Linked DNA regions of Sus scrofa: region 2 is linked to region 1. Evidence: chromatin contacts called from public HiChIP or PLAC-seq data. All regions are on one chromosome and are shown on one strand. The core of a region is the stretch at or near the end of the contact, and the rest is flanking DNA. Distances in the headings are between cores, read along the strand shown. Region 1 holds the start of RAB20 (ras-related protein Rab-20). Region 2 overlaps COL4A2 (collagen alpha-2(IV) chain).

What was found. HiChIP or PLAC-seq counts read pairs in DNA pulled down with a chosen protein or histone mark.
Region 2: a contact with region 1 is called in an H3K27ac HiChIP or PLAC-seq map of alveolar macrophages. The contact joins the enhancer-like site here to the promoter of RAB20 in region 1. A contact is called at or near these places in 2 of 5 promoter capture datasets (fetal liver and liver), 19 of 47 Hi-C or Micro-C datasets (alveolar macrophages, blood, brain and 9 more) and 2 of 2 datasets of contacts at active chromatin or transcription factors (alveolar macrophages and skeletal muscle).

The regions. Positions count from the first base shown.
Region 1 is chr11:77,186,334-77,193,440 of Sscrofa11.1, forward strand. RAB20 (ras-related protein Rab-20) reads right to left here and starts at 2,560. Exons shown (of 2, transcript XM_003482931.4): 1 at 2,095-2,560. The coding sequence starts at 2,266.
Region 2 is chr11:77,125,016-77,132,122 of Sscrofa11.1, forward strand. It overlaps COL4A2 (collagen alpha-2(IV) chain), which reads left to right. Exons shown (of 48, transcript XM_021065909.1): 19 at 206-316; 20 at 718-867; 21 at 4,850-4,942; 22 at 6,092-6,255. Among named protein-coding and RNA genes, the nearest start is that of RAB20, 60 kb to the right of the region's middle. Within about 2 kb of position 3,821, at least 51 of the 83 cell types and tissues checked have an H3K27ac peak or open chromatin away from gene starts, as enhancers often do. A contact at or near this core is called in alveolar macrophages, fetal liver, liver and 3 more, where this site is marked.

The sequences.
Region 1 (7,107 bases), core at 1,310-3,809:
CCTCAGATGCCAAGACGCTTGCTGGGACACCCTGTTCCCAAAACGCCACACCATGTGGTAACAGTCAGCCTCCAGCAGCACCGCCTCGAGGCTCTGAGTTTGGGTCCCCAGCGCCAACCCTGAATTCCTGTCTTGTAACCAAGGACAGCAGTGAGGTCCAACCGTTCATCCAAAGAAGCCTAAGGACCAGCCTCGTAAAAACAGGCAAAGTCTGGGTCGTGTTAACTTGATCTGGTTTCTAAAGCCCTCGTTCCATCATCACCAAACCCTTAGCACGGGAGAGTCAGCTTAAGCAAGGGACCTCGCAGGAACCTCCCTCTGCAGCCCGGAGGCGGAGAACGGAGCAGGGGAGGTACATCTGCACCCGGGAGATGCTGTTTTCACAGTGTGATTGCAAATTAATTAGTCAGGACGTTCACCAGCGCAGACAGAAAAGACAGCAACGGGCGGGGCGGGCCTCTGACAGTGGCCGTCATTAATTCAGTTTTAAACACAGGATGAGTTACATCTTGTTTATTCAGCAGACTGTGCGCCCGAGTCGGCAGTTTGAAAACTCTGGACAGGATCTTCTGGCATACATCTTACTTCTTAAAGTGCAGACATTTAAAAAGTCAGACCTTAAAGTTTCGGGCTTCCAGAAAGTCAAGTTCATTGAGAACAGGCCATACTATTTACAGTTTCTTTACTCGTGGTATCTTATTCCTTTCGTGGGGAAGGAAATATATTCTATTGTAACACCTCATGTCAGTGTAATTTTGTAGAGTTAAACTGTAAGCTTGAAGCAAGATCCTCCAGTAAACTGTGCTTTTGAAAAAGCACAAATATACCACACAATTACCTGCCTTAAAAATGCTTCTACAGGAGTTCCCGTCGTGGCGCAGTGGTTAACGAATCCGACTAGGAACCATGGGGTTGCGGGTTCGGTCCCTGCCCTTGCTCAGTGGGTTAACGATCCGGCGTTGCCGTGAGCTGTGGTGTAGGTTGCAGACGCGGCTCGGATCCCGCGTTGCTGTGGCTCTGGCGTAGGCCGGTGGCTACAGCTCCGATTCAACCCCTAGCCTGGGAACCTCCATATGCCGCGGGAGCGGCCCAAGAAATAGCAACAACAACAACAAAAAGACAAAAAAAAAAAAAAAAAAAAAAAAAATGCTTCTACAGAAAATCACTTCAAAAACCCCATAACGTCCATGAGCCTAGATCAAGCCAATGATAAGTGGGAAATGCAGATAAACTTGGCATTGAGGGAAGAGACCTCAGTTCTGCTTCCTATTTTCCTGCCTAAGCCCTCAGGGAATGTTGGGAGCTTCCGCTTTCTTTTCCTTTCGTCCTTTTTTTTTTTTTTTTTAAGGGCCACACTGGGGCATGTGGAAGTTCCCACGCTGGGGGTTGAATCGGAGCTGCAGGGCCGGCCTACGCTGCAGCCACACCAGATTGGAGCCACATCCGAGACCTACGCAGCAGCTTGCGGCAACACCAGATCCTTAACCCACTGAGCGAGGGCAGGGATCAAACCTGCGTCCTCATGGACACTAGTCTGGTTCTTGACCCCCTGAGCCACAACAGGAACTCCTGTTTTCTCTTTTGGAAGGAGATGTAATTATATCAGCACTGCTCACCCCTCAAGGTGGTTGTGGACAGCAGCTGAGCTCCTGTTGGTGGAAGGACTTAAATGCCTCGGGTTACCACTAGCTGTCTGGGCAGGGGTGCTCTGGAGCCAGATGCCCCTCGGGGAACACAAGTCACCAGCAGGTTCTCTTTGGAGCCAGGGGTGCTTTCCTGGATTGTCACTAAGATGTACCCAGTAGCTAAACGGCTGGTTTTCCAAAGAGCAAAGGGAAGTAGGAGTAGAAAGGGGCCAAGGGGGGCCCCACACTGTGACGAGGGGCCTGATCCCCAAGACTCAGTCACCTGCAGAGCAAGAGCAGGACCCCTGTGTGGGACAGGGGACACCTGCCCTGAGGGGAACTTGGCCCTCGGGCACCCCGCCCCAGGAGGGCCTGGCTCTGGGAGACCCCGCCCCCAGGAGACCCCGGGCCGTTCCCGACCTTGGCCCTGACAGCCGCTTCGCTCAGCTGGAAGCCCCTCGCCCCTCACCTGCAGTGTCCCAGATGGAGATGTTGTAGGAACGCCACTGCTTCAGGTAGAAGGCGCCGCCCACCGTGCTGACTGTGTCCGGGAAGCGCCGCTCCATGTACCTCTGCAGCAGCGACGTCTTGCCCACGTTCATGTCCCCCAAAAGCACGATCTTCCCGTCTGGCTTTCTCATTTTCCCGCAGGAGCCCCCCCCTTTTCCCGTGCCCTCTGCCCCCTGTGCCCGGGGCGCGGCAGGAGCAGCCAGGCTCCCCGAGAAGGCTCAAACTCGGAACTCGCGGAGACTAGGACTCGCGGGGACCCCGAACTCGTGGCGACCCTCCGGTCTGGACGCCTGGGAACGCGGAAGAGGAAGCGCGTGTCCGCGCTGGGAAGGAGCCGGGGACCCAGCCCGACGCCCACTCAAGGTGTCCAGACCGCGGCGGTCAGCACCAGGTCGGGGGCGCCCGGGCCCCGCCCCGCCCCGCCTCCAAGCCCCGCCCCGCCTCCAAGCCCCGCCCCCAAACCCCGCCCACCCAGCCTCCCGAGGCCCGGGCCCGCCCGCGCCCCGCCCCCGTGGACTTGGCCCTTTGGTCGGAAGGTGCTTTCTGCCTGGAAACCTTGGGCAGATTCGGACAGGTGGGAGCCCCGGCTCCCGGGGGCTCGAGCGAAGATGGAGACGGAGTCCCGGGAGGCGGGCCCCGGCTGGACGCCTCGCAGGGACGCGGCCCGGGCCTGCTGACCTTGGAGCCGAGAGTCCCGGCGGGGATGGGCCTCCAGCTCCCTCCCCCGCCCCAGGCTTCCCTCTGGGCCGGACGCGCGGAGTTTTCCAGAAGGGAGCGAATGTGGGACACCACCCTCCGACTGTCAAGGACTAGGAAGGAGCGGGGCTTGCTAGCGTCGTTTTGTTTTGTTCACTTGGGCAAGAAGCTCTTTTCTGAGACGTGAACAGCCGTCGCCACTCAAAACTTTGGAGGGGAAAGTCGACGTGGGCAGTTGCAATGACTGCCAAAGACATCTTTCCTCCTTTTGCTGATGGAGTGAACCTCGAAATGCTTCTTAACGTTCTCGGCGTGTGGGAGTTGGCATTTATTTGGGACAAGGGCGATGCCCTAGTCTGGACACCGGGAGGCGGTGTTTGCTGAAGCCGAGCGGTGTCCTGGGGTTCCGGGCGGAAGGGGAGTGGGGCGCCCTGAGCGGGGGAGGCATGAGGGCGTCTCAGCCGAGGAGGGCCGACCTTGAATATTCGGGGCTTTCTCTGCTTCGAGGCCTTCCCTGTTCCCTGTGGCCTACGCCCACGCCACGAGGCGGAACTCTGCCCACGGTTCCTGCCTCCGTCCCGCAGCACAAGCACCACCCTTCCCACGCCTTTCCGTCTCGGCCCTATCCTGCTTCATTTCTCAGGGCTCTCGAATAAAACCGCACTGTTTCATCTCTGTGCATCTCCCACTCTGGAAACTAAGCTCCATGAGGAAGGGACTTTTGTCTTCTGCTCACCACTCTGCCTGGTGGGGGTCGTCTCGCACAAAACAGCTGCTCAAGAAAGATTTGAGCCAGAACATGGTGGCTGAATTCACCATCCCGGTCTCAGCGGGCTCCGCACCTCCCTCCTGGGTCGTTCAAATTTCCCTGCGGACAGGGAGTGTGTTTTAACCAACCCTGGGTCTCTGCCCACCTTTCTGGGGAGCTCCCTCACTCAGTAAACAGGGGGATGATCCCACAAAGGCAGGTCAGTTGCTTCCTTTCTCGGGCATCTCTCAAGTGCTGAACTGAAACACAGCCCCAGCTCAATCAGGATGTGTTTTGTGTGTAGACAAAAGTGTTCATTAGCTGAATGTTGCCTCCACTCAAAACACTGGTGGCTTCTCATCAGGATTTCAGGGGCAAGGACAGTGCCAGCACATAGCCCAGTGCCTGGCATGTAGAATTCACTGAGCAAGTTCATTTAAAATTTTTTTTGCTTAATTGTCCAGCACTTTGGAAAACTAAATTTAACCAGGAGAATGTCCCCATATCAAATTCCAACCAGTCCTAAAAAAATGCCTTAAAAGACTGCTAGTTGTCTCAGTCCTCTTCAGGAAGCAGGACTGAAGAAGAAGTTAAAAGGTTGAAAGTCTGTTTAAACTATCCACTCATGTGCCAAGTTCAATGTTTATTCTGCCTGCATTTAAACCACTGGCCTAACAGGGTAATCCTTTTTCCAATTGCTTAGACAAGAAGTGCCCAAAGCCAAGAAAATCATGTAGTTCCTTTTTAAAACGATGCCAGCTGGAATTCCCCGTTGTGGCCCAGCAGTCAGGAACCTGACTAGTATACATGAGGATGCGGGTTCGAGCCCTGGCCTCGTTTAGTGGCTCAAAGGATCTGGCATGGCCACGAGCTGTGGCGTAGGTCACAGATGAGTCTCCACTCCTGAGTTGCTATGGCTATGATGTAGGCTGGCAGCTACAGCTCCAATTCTGTCCCCAGTCTGGGCATCTCCATATGCCGCAAGTGCATCCCTAAAAAGATTTTAAAAATAAATGAATAAGAAATAGGAAAATGTGGTTGCTTCTGTCGGATTTTGCAAAGTGGCCTGTCAGTTTATAGGTACTTTGATGTGAAACAATTGTACCTTTTAAACTACTCTCCTCTTTTCTTAAACAAACAAGCAACAAGCTCTGCCTCTCTACAGGTATTCGCTTAGCAGATAGGAATTGAGGCGCTAAGCTCCAAGCCCTGACCTAGGACTAGAGCAGTGAGAAAGACAGCCAACAAAAGAGACAAGCAAGGAGTTCCCACTGTGGCTTATCGGGTTAAGAATCTGACTAGAATCCTGGATGATGCAGGTTTGATCCCTGGTCCACTCAGTGGGTTCAAGGATCCGGCATGGCCACACGCTGCAGTGTAAGTCACAGACACATCTTGGATCTGGCGTAGCTGTGGCTGTGGCATAGACCAGCAGCTGTAGTTCTGATTTGACCCCTAGCCTGGGAACTGCCATATGCCGCAGGTGCAGCGCTAAAAAGAAAAAAAAAAAGCAAAACATGTAGTATCCTAGATGGTGATTAAATACTTGATGGAGAAAATCGGAGCAGAAGAGGTAGACAGAGATCGAGGCCTGGGGATGTCTGCAGGGTTGGATTTTCAGCAAGATGTCTGTGAAGATGAAGTTTCTGGAGCCCTGGAATGAGATCAAGAGTTAAACATGCCCCTACCTGGAGGAAGAAGGGTTCAGGTACGGAGAGCAGTGAGTGCAAAGGCCCTGAGGCAGAAGCCAGGGGGCCGGAGCGGCTGGAGCACAGCGCAGGGGAGCTGGCCACCAGGCCCACGAGGACGGGGGGCAGGTGGCCAGAGAAGGTCCTCAGGGCCTGGGGTCATGACAAGGGCTGCGTCTTGCATCTGAAAGAGGTGGCAGCGTGCCCGAGGCTTCTGAACGGAGGAGATCTGTCCTGACCCCACCTGCTGTGCTGATGTGGCCCTGGGGACATTGGTGACTGGGAGGTGAGTGGGTGTGAGGGCAGGCGTGAGTGTGCAGGTGTGAGTATGGGGTGTCCCGAGCTCGGCAGCCCCCGTGGGCCCCACTGCACGTCTCTGCTGACAGTAGAGAAGCCCTTTTCTCTGGGAACCAGTGGTCTCACCTGGGCGCTCCTGGAAGGAGGCCGCTCTTCTGCTTTCCTCTAAGCCTGGGCTCCTTAGCGTCTGGCCAGTCCCCCACTGTCCTAGTCAGGTCTTAGAACCTGGTTATAAGGAGGGCGTTGCTCAGGCTGGGCTCAGGGTCCCAAAGCCCTGGGCACCTGGGCACAGGCACTCCCTGACCCCACCTACAGCCACTGAGTCTGAATCACTGGGTGGGGAGTTCCCATTGTGGTTCAGCAGGTTAAGACCCTAACAGTGTCTGTGAGGATGCGGTTTCAATCCCTGGCCTCACTCACTCAGTGGGTTAAGGATCTGGTGTTGCCACAAGCTGCAGCATAGTTCTCAGATGCAACTTGGATCCAGGGTTGCTGTGGCTGATATGCCACAGATGCAGCTGCAGAACGAACAAACTCAGGGTGGGCCCACCATGCAGTTTTTCAAGCCCCCCCGTTGAGTCAGAGTGGCTCGAGCCTGACTGACACCCCTGCTCCGGGCTAACACCTGGGCTGATCTCACCAGAGACTCCCCCCCGCCCCCCAGCCGCCGCCGTCAGTCTTGGATCCACAGCCAGGCCCCCCACCTCTGTTCAAAGCAGGGCCCACCGACGGCCCCTCTCACACCGCCTCAGGCCTGGTGATCAACCTGCCTTCCTCCTTCCCTCTCATCTAATACTGGGTCTAACAGCTCCACTTCCTCTTGCGAAACCACGTAAACTTCCCCATCCAGAGAGAACAAGGAACTCTCGATCCGTCGCTTTCGATTTTTCAGTAATTGATCTAATTTTGAAAGTTTTTAAAACACTCTATGTGAAAGTCTTTTCTAAATTGTGCTGATCTGGAGTCCCCGTGGTGACTTAGCAGTAACGAAGCTGACAAGTCTCCACGAGGATGAGGGTCCGATCCCTGGCCCCCCTCAGTGGGTTAAGGATCTGGCGTTGCCATGAGCTGTGGTGGAGGTCACAGACGCGGCTCGGATCTGGCGTTGCCGTGGCCGTGGTGCAGGCCGGCAGCTGCAGCTCCAATTCGACCGGAGCTGGGAACGTCCATAAAGAGACAAAAATCCATAGGTTGTGCTGACCCTCCATTATCACCTCTCAGTCTGTCCGCACTGCAGCCCCGGACGCAGAAGGAGAGGACCAGAGGGGTTAGTCCCCGGAAAAGCATCGCTTTCTGTCTCCATGGATACGCCCACTTGGAGATACTCCACCTCCCACCTTTACATTCCTGTTTTCTCATCCAGCCGATCCCCAGCTCCATCCTCGGAGATGCTGCCCAGGCAGGCAGAGTCCTCCCGACCCATCACACGCCTCGCCTCCTCCTCCAGGGAGCCTGCACCCCCCCGCCACACTCCTGGAAAATGCTGTCACCTCGTCACCAGTGACCAGTCTAGCCACTCGGTCTTCCTACACGTTCGTGGCCT
Region 2 (7,107 bases), core at 2,571-5,070, 60 kb before region 1:
GTATTTATGGAAATCATGTGTCAGCCCTATTTGGCTGGGAACGAGCTCCTGGAAAGCAGGGGCCACCACAGATGTCACATCTGGAGCCCGCTGTGCCTGGTGCCTTGCAGGGGGTGTCAGGAAACATGTGTTCAGGGAAAGTGAGTACCTGCTTCGAGTCCTGGTCGCCAGTCTTGTTCACACTGTGGGCCTGCCTTGGTTCCAGGTGCCAGAGGTGAGCCCGGATTCCCAGGAGCCCTCGGGGAGCCAGGAGCCCGGGGGGAGCCCGGAGACCCCGGCCCACCAGGCCTGCCTGGCACGTCCGTCAGAGATGAAGGTAACGAGGTTCCCGGGCACCAAAACTAAGCTGTCCCCTCGGGTCCCACATGAGCCTGTGGCCACACAGCCTTCCGGCCCTGTCGCGGGGAAATCATGCTTGGAGGTCGTCACGGACCCAGTCACTCCCTGACTGGGTTAGACCAGACCGCTGGCGGTAGCGGGCGCTTCTGTCACTTCTCTGAAAGAGCACAGGCATCGTCCAGTGTCACAGCCAGGTGCGACGGCAACACTCAGGCCGTCACGTGGGGGCGGAGAGGGGCTTTCTGAAGTGGAGAGACGGTGACGGAATGCCCCGGCGGTGTCACCCCTCATCCAGCCGGGGTCTCCCGTGGCCGGAGGGCCAGCGCCACGGGTTAACGTCAGAAAGCTCACGCTGCCACGATCGCTATTGGATTTCAGATGAGAAGAGAGGCCTGCCCGGCGAGATGGGCCCCAAAGGCTACGCGGGAGAGCCGGGCGCCCCCGCGCTGTACCCCGGCCCACCAGGAGCCGACGGAAAGCCGGGCCTCCGCGGTCCCCCGGGACCCCCTGGACCCCCTGGACCAGACGGTAAGTGGACAGACACTCGAAGGGCGTGGATGCCAGCGTCCAGACCAAGAAGCCGGGCCCTGGAGGGATCTTCACTTGGGCTTTTCTGCTAAATAGTTCCGTGAATAGGCAGTAGGCGGTGGCTTAGGGCGTCACCAGTGCTGTGGGTACAGACAGGAGGAGCCAGGGAGGAGGAGGGCAAGGCCTTGTGAGCGGCCTCGGCTGTGTCTCTGTGACATCTGGCCACTGGCTCCGGGGAGATGAGTCCTTCAGGGAAGCATCTGGGAGGTGCAGTCCGGAGGCCGCACGCTGAGAGGAGCAGGTGTCTGCACGGGAAGTTCCAGACACCGTCCTCCAGCCGAGGCCTCTGCCTGACCACACGCAGCCTCCCCCGGGGTGAGCCGACGTGCTGAGCCGTCTGAACCAGCCGCCCCCTGGGCCCCTCGGAGCCAGGGCTGCAGCTGCGCAGGTGGTGACGGAGGCCAGGAGTGGCTGCACACCTGTGACAGCATGTGGCAGCCACTGGCCGGGGCCCAGAGGAAAGAACCTGAAAACGCCCCCCAAAGCGGCTCTGCTCTCGGCTTCCCGGTGTCGAGTTTTGCTTTGGACATCACGACGTCAGAGAAGACAGGAGGTCGCTACTTCTTTCCATGCGACATGGACGCAATTCAGTATCTTCTTTTCAAAATGGCTTTCAGCTCCTGCCCTCACCCCCCATCCTCTCTGACAGCTTCCTGTCCTCATTCGCTGGCAGATGAGGCAGCATGTGCATTGAGGTTCAGTCGCAGGGGAGCTCGGAGACCAGGCTCTTGCTGCTTTCGGTCGATGGCTTCCCTCTGCTGACTCTCTAGACGGAAAGCTCTTGGAGGCCTGAGAAGCCCGTGGGTACCTGCTCCTTCCAGTGAAAAAATCGGCAGTCGCTTCTCTGACTCTAGCTCGGCTCCTGCCGTCAGTTTTTAAGTTGATGCGGTTCTGCGTTCCCAACTTCCTTCAACTACGAAACCAGATCCTCATTCTTTTCAGAACCTTCGGGTGCCGATATTTCCCTGGAACCGAGCCGCGTTCTCACTCATGTTTTTTATTATCCTGGCGGCGGATTTATTACCGTGACATCTGTGATGATGGCTGAGTTTCCATGAGCATTACATTTCTCGAGTAAATGGTTTCTGCCGAGTTTTCCTTTTTTGGCAACAGAACACGATGTGTTAAAAATAAGAGCATAAAAGTACGCCTCCCTACAAGACTGTGATTGAAGGCTAACCTTGCCATTGTTCCTGTAACTAAACTACGTTGACAGAGACACTAACACATTCCATCTGGCTTCGTAAATCTTGCTTAGTAACTCTGCAGTTTACGGACATACGTCATCTGTAAACGAAGCCACTGGTTTCGCCTCCATGTTGTTAACCGAAGGGAGAATTTAGTAAATCAATGGAAGGGCATCTTATACCTTTTATCAATTTAAAATTTCTTAAGCATCCAACTTAAGTTCTCCTTGAAATAGACACATTATTTCCCAGTTGTTTTTTAAGGCAGTCTCTTGTACAAAAAGCAGCCAACCGTGGTGGCCTTTTAAAATATTTTCGGAGTTCCTGTCGTGGCGCAGTGGTTAACAAATCTGACTAGGAACCATGAGGTTGTGGGTTCGATCCCTGGCCTTGCTCAGTGGGTTAACGATCTGGCGTTGCCGTGAGCTGTGGTGTAGGTTGCAGACGCGGCTCAGATCCTGCGTTGCTATGGCTGTGGCATAGGCTGGCAGCTACAGCTCCGATTCGACCCCTAGCCTGGGAACCTCCATATGCCGCGGGAGTGGCCCAAGAAATGGCAAAAAGACAAAAAAAAAAAATAAAATAAAATAAAATAAAATATTTTCAAGTAGAGTCATAATTTACTATCGATGACCTCGACTCCACAGAGTTCTTCACTCTCCCCCTGGACCGAGATCGTTGGTCCTTTTCTTGTTCACTGCATGTCACCTGGTTTTCTGTGCTGCCACTGATGGAAAGCAGAATTTGTAGTCTTGTGCAGCTCCAGCAAAGTCAGACCGGGAAGTCGTTTTTCTTTCTGAGCTGAACATTCCGCTGACTCCGGGTTCCAGCTCAGTTAACTGAGACGACTGCTGGGCCAGCTCCTTTGTGCCCTAGAATCAGTCCAAATTACCGCCCCGTTGTTCCGGCCACTGGTCTCTTGGAGGAAAACCGGGACGGAAACAGGGCGGGGGCGCCCGCTGTCCTTCAGGACTTGTTGGAAATTGGTAATGTAGCGGATGAAGAAAAAGCTTCGTTGGGGTGGGGGGTGGCCCCTTGAGATGGCCACCAAGTGCCCTTCCTGTAGATTTGCAAACGCTGCCAGGAACCCCCACAACCTCTCCGTCTGGGAGATTAGTTATTTTAATCTCACGTATCAGGAGAGCTGGAGACATAACATGAAGCCCGCAGTCCGCCCCTGGACGCGCCTGCCCTTGACCTGGTCACCAGGGACCCGTGCAGCCGCGTCCTGGGAGCCATTTGCCCCACCAGCAGCCTGCCCTTGGCCCGGGAGGCTGCCAGCGGCCCCTCTGCCCACCCTTCTCGGGCTCTGGGTCGCCTGCTGACTTCCTGAGGCTCCTCTGCTGGGTCCCCACCACCACCACCCTCCAGGAGAGGGCGAACTTTCTGTCTCTGTCTCGGCCCAGCGTACTCACGCATTCGCAAGAATTGCAATACCAGTCACGCGCCAGCTGTCCCTAAGTGTTCTGTGCTGTTCCCTCCCTGGCCCAGTTCTGGGCTCTGAGCTGCACGCCGTCCCGCGGTTAACCCAACACCTCGTCACCCCCGTGTGTCCCACAGGCATGGCCAGCTTTTCGTGTCCAAAACTGAGCTCCAGATCTCGCTCCCGTCCCCACCCCCGGCACCGCCCCCTCTCCCAGGGCCCCGCCCATCACACGCCCCAGAGCTGGAGCCCCGCCCTCCATCCCAGCCCGTGCTTCCCGGGCGTGTGCGGCCCTGTTCCCACCACGAGGTGGCGCTCTGCTCCGGAGGGACCCAGAGCGTCCTGTGGGCTCTTAGAGGCCATTTCTCACACCCTTGCCTGGACGTCCCTGTTTGGAATTCTCAGGGCCCTGCAGACGGGGCAGCCCTGCCGAAGTGCCCTGGTCCTAGGGAGGGGGGAGGGGGAGGCGGACGAATCACAAGTCATCCATACAGTTACACGAACTCACATGTGCATGTGTCGACGTGTGTGACCCCAAGGGGTGAAACGGAGGAGCTTGGGGCCTGGGGGGCGCGCCAGGTGCCCCTGCTCCAGGGAAGAGGGCAGGGCCAGGCAGCAGGCTCGTCTTCATGTCTTTTATTGTTTTGCTTGGGTCTGGTTTTTGTCATTCTGGGAACCAGCAGTTGCTGGTCTTAGAACCCATGACTTTAGCACACACGTAAAACGTGTAGTTTAAAAAATCCAAACTCTGTTGCACCACTGTGGTGCAACAGGATCGGTGGTGTCTCTGCAGCGCTGGAATGCAGGTTCGATCCCCAGCCTGGCACAGTGGGTTAAGAATCCAGAGCCACAACTGTGGCTCAGGTCGCAACTGTGGCTCAGATCTGATCCCTGGCCTGAAAACTCCAGATGCCACAGGGTGGCCAAAAAAGATACAGAGGAAAGAAGGAAGGGAGGGAGAAAGGAGGGAGGGAACAAAGGAAGGAAGGGAGGGAGAGAGAGAGGAAGGAAGGAAGGAAGGAAGGAAGGAAGGAAGGAAGGTTAAAGAAGAAATCCAAACTGACCTTAGGACTCAGTGTTTCTGCAAAGCAAAGATTTCTCTTCTAGACTTTAATAGAAACGAGGTTGGAGGTGCTCTCCTGTCTTTCCGCCCCTGGACGCCATGGCCACAGAGCAGCCTCCGTTGGGGTGGGCTGGGAGTGGGGGTCATTTTCTGTTGGGAGACTTACCCTTAAACCTTCTTATGCAGGTTCAGGGAGAGACGGGGTCCCCAGGGCTGTGTAACGTGTGTCCTCATGGGTTTTGTCTTCAGATTTCCTGTTCGGCCTCAAAGGCGCCAAAGGCAGCATGGGCTACCCTGGGCCTTCCGGTTTCCCGGGGGCTCGCGGCCAGAAAGGTTGGAAAGGTAAGAGTGCCGGGAGCCGCGGGCTGGGCGCCGTGCAGCCCTTCCAGCCCGCCTCGCCGCGTCTCTGGCTCTGAGGTGGGAATGAGCCCCCGCTTCCCCTCCCCCTGTGGACATCGCACTGGAACGGGCGGGGGGGGGCTCCGCATTTCCTTCGCACCCATCCCTCACCGTCTCTGTCCTGTCTGCCACCCTCAGCACCCAATTTTCAGGGAGCACAGGGCCCCACAGGGGGCAGAAAAGACCCACGGTGATTTGTTAGCCTGAGTTCAGATGGTTCATTCTGCTCCAAGAAAATGTCACCAGTATTTGCAAAGGGCAGCAGCCGGTGTGGCCCTGACGGAGATTAGGGATTAGGGCAGAGGTGGCGAGACTCCGGAGAGGCTCAGGTGCTGGCTCGAAGGTGGGGCCGTGAGAGCAAACTCTCCTGCCTTTTCCCTCCTCCCGCTGCCCCTGGGAGGACCCACCTTCCCAGGGGCGAGCTGGCCTGGGTCGGGGGGACCCCAGTAGGGCCTGTTCGGCTCCCCCACCCCGGGCATCCTGACGTTTAACCACCGGACCTCTGTGTGCCTGTGAGACACGCGGATGCATCCCGGTCCTCAGAGGATGGGGCACCCGCAGGAACCAGCCGTCCTGGGTAACTGGACAGCTCAGCCCCCTGGGAACCTCACCCTCTGTGCCCTGGGCCCCAACCTGACCACCAGCCACCAGCCTGCCCCCGCCCCTGCCGCCAGGCTCCCTGGGTCCAGCCCTGCCAAGACAGAGGGAGGGTGCATTTCCCCTTATCCCCCCGGACCTTGGCTTCCAGCCCCACAGCCACTGCCAGGCCGCCCTCCCTCCAGCTCCCCTTGACCCTGGACCTTCCTCCCCTGGCCCCCAAGGTCCCATGGTGGCTTCCCACAGCTACTGTCACCGAGTCCCCAGCTCTGGCCGCACCTCTGTGAAGGGTCCTATTCCTTACATACCTTCACTCAGCATCTCGGAGACCATTCCCTCAGGCTCCTTGTCCAAGGACGAGGGTGTGGGGACGAGAGTAGACGTGCCCTGCAGTGTGCCCGCCCCCCGCCCAGCCCCCACCTGCCTGCAGGGCCGGCGGAGAGCTTCGTGCTTCCCGAGCACATAACAAGCCCCCCACCCCCACCCCCGCTGCAGGTGACGCCGGCGACTGTAAATGCGCAGAGGATGACCAATTCGTCGGGGGTCTCCCCGGGCCGCCAGGACCCAAGGGCTTTCCAGGCATCAACGGGGAGCCGGGGCGGAAAGGGAGCCAAGGCGACCCGGGCCAGCACGGCATTCCTGGATTCCCAGGCTTCAAGGTGAGAGAGCCAGGAGACGACCTTGACCCCTGTCCTTGTCCCCACCTCCCGCCTTTTATTTACTGCGTTAACCCAGCATTAGAGCAGCCACCCGTGTGCACCCAGGCTCCACTCCAAAAAGCCACGCTCTACAAGAGGAACTTTAAAGCTTTTCCTGGCCAGACAGTGAAAGGGGGCCGCTGCTGGGAAAACAGATTGATGCTTCCTCAAAAAGTCACATGTAGGGGAGCCGGGCGACCCGGAAAGTCCCCTCCCAGGACAGACCCGGGACAACTGAAGCATGTGTCCATAGCGAAACTTGGGCACACATGTTCACGGCAGCTTTCATGAGACGACCCTGAAAGTGGGAGCAACCCAGATGCCATCAACTGCCGGATGGTAACAGACATAGCGCCCCCCGCCAGGGGGGGACATCGCTCAGCCATCAAAAGCAGCCAAGTGTGACGCGTGTGCCCTCGGGAACGTTACACTCAGTGAAACAGGACAGACACAAGAGAAGAGATAGTGCAAGATGCTGTTCATGTGAAATGACCAGAACAGGCTAATCTGGAGGCAGGAGGTGGGTTGGAGGTTGCCAGGGCTGGGAGGAGGGCAAAGGGAGGGACTGCTTCCCTCGGGGGCGATGAAAATGGCCGGGACCTCGGTCCTGGTGAAGCTTGCAGAGGCTTTTGTGAAAACACTGAAAACAAAAAAACCCACACTGAATCGAAGGCTTTAAAATGGTTAATTTTCCAGTATGTGAATTAACATCTCAAAAACACGCCCAGCCTTTTGAATGTAAAGCATAGCCTTCACCTCTTCATATTTCAGATGGGACCGGTTTCATGTTTTAGGACGGTTCCCTCAACGCGA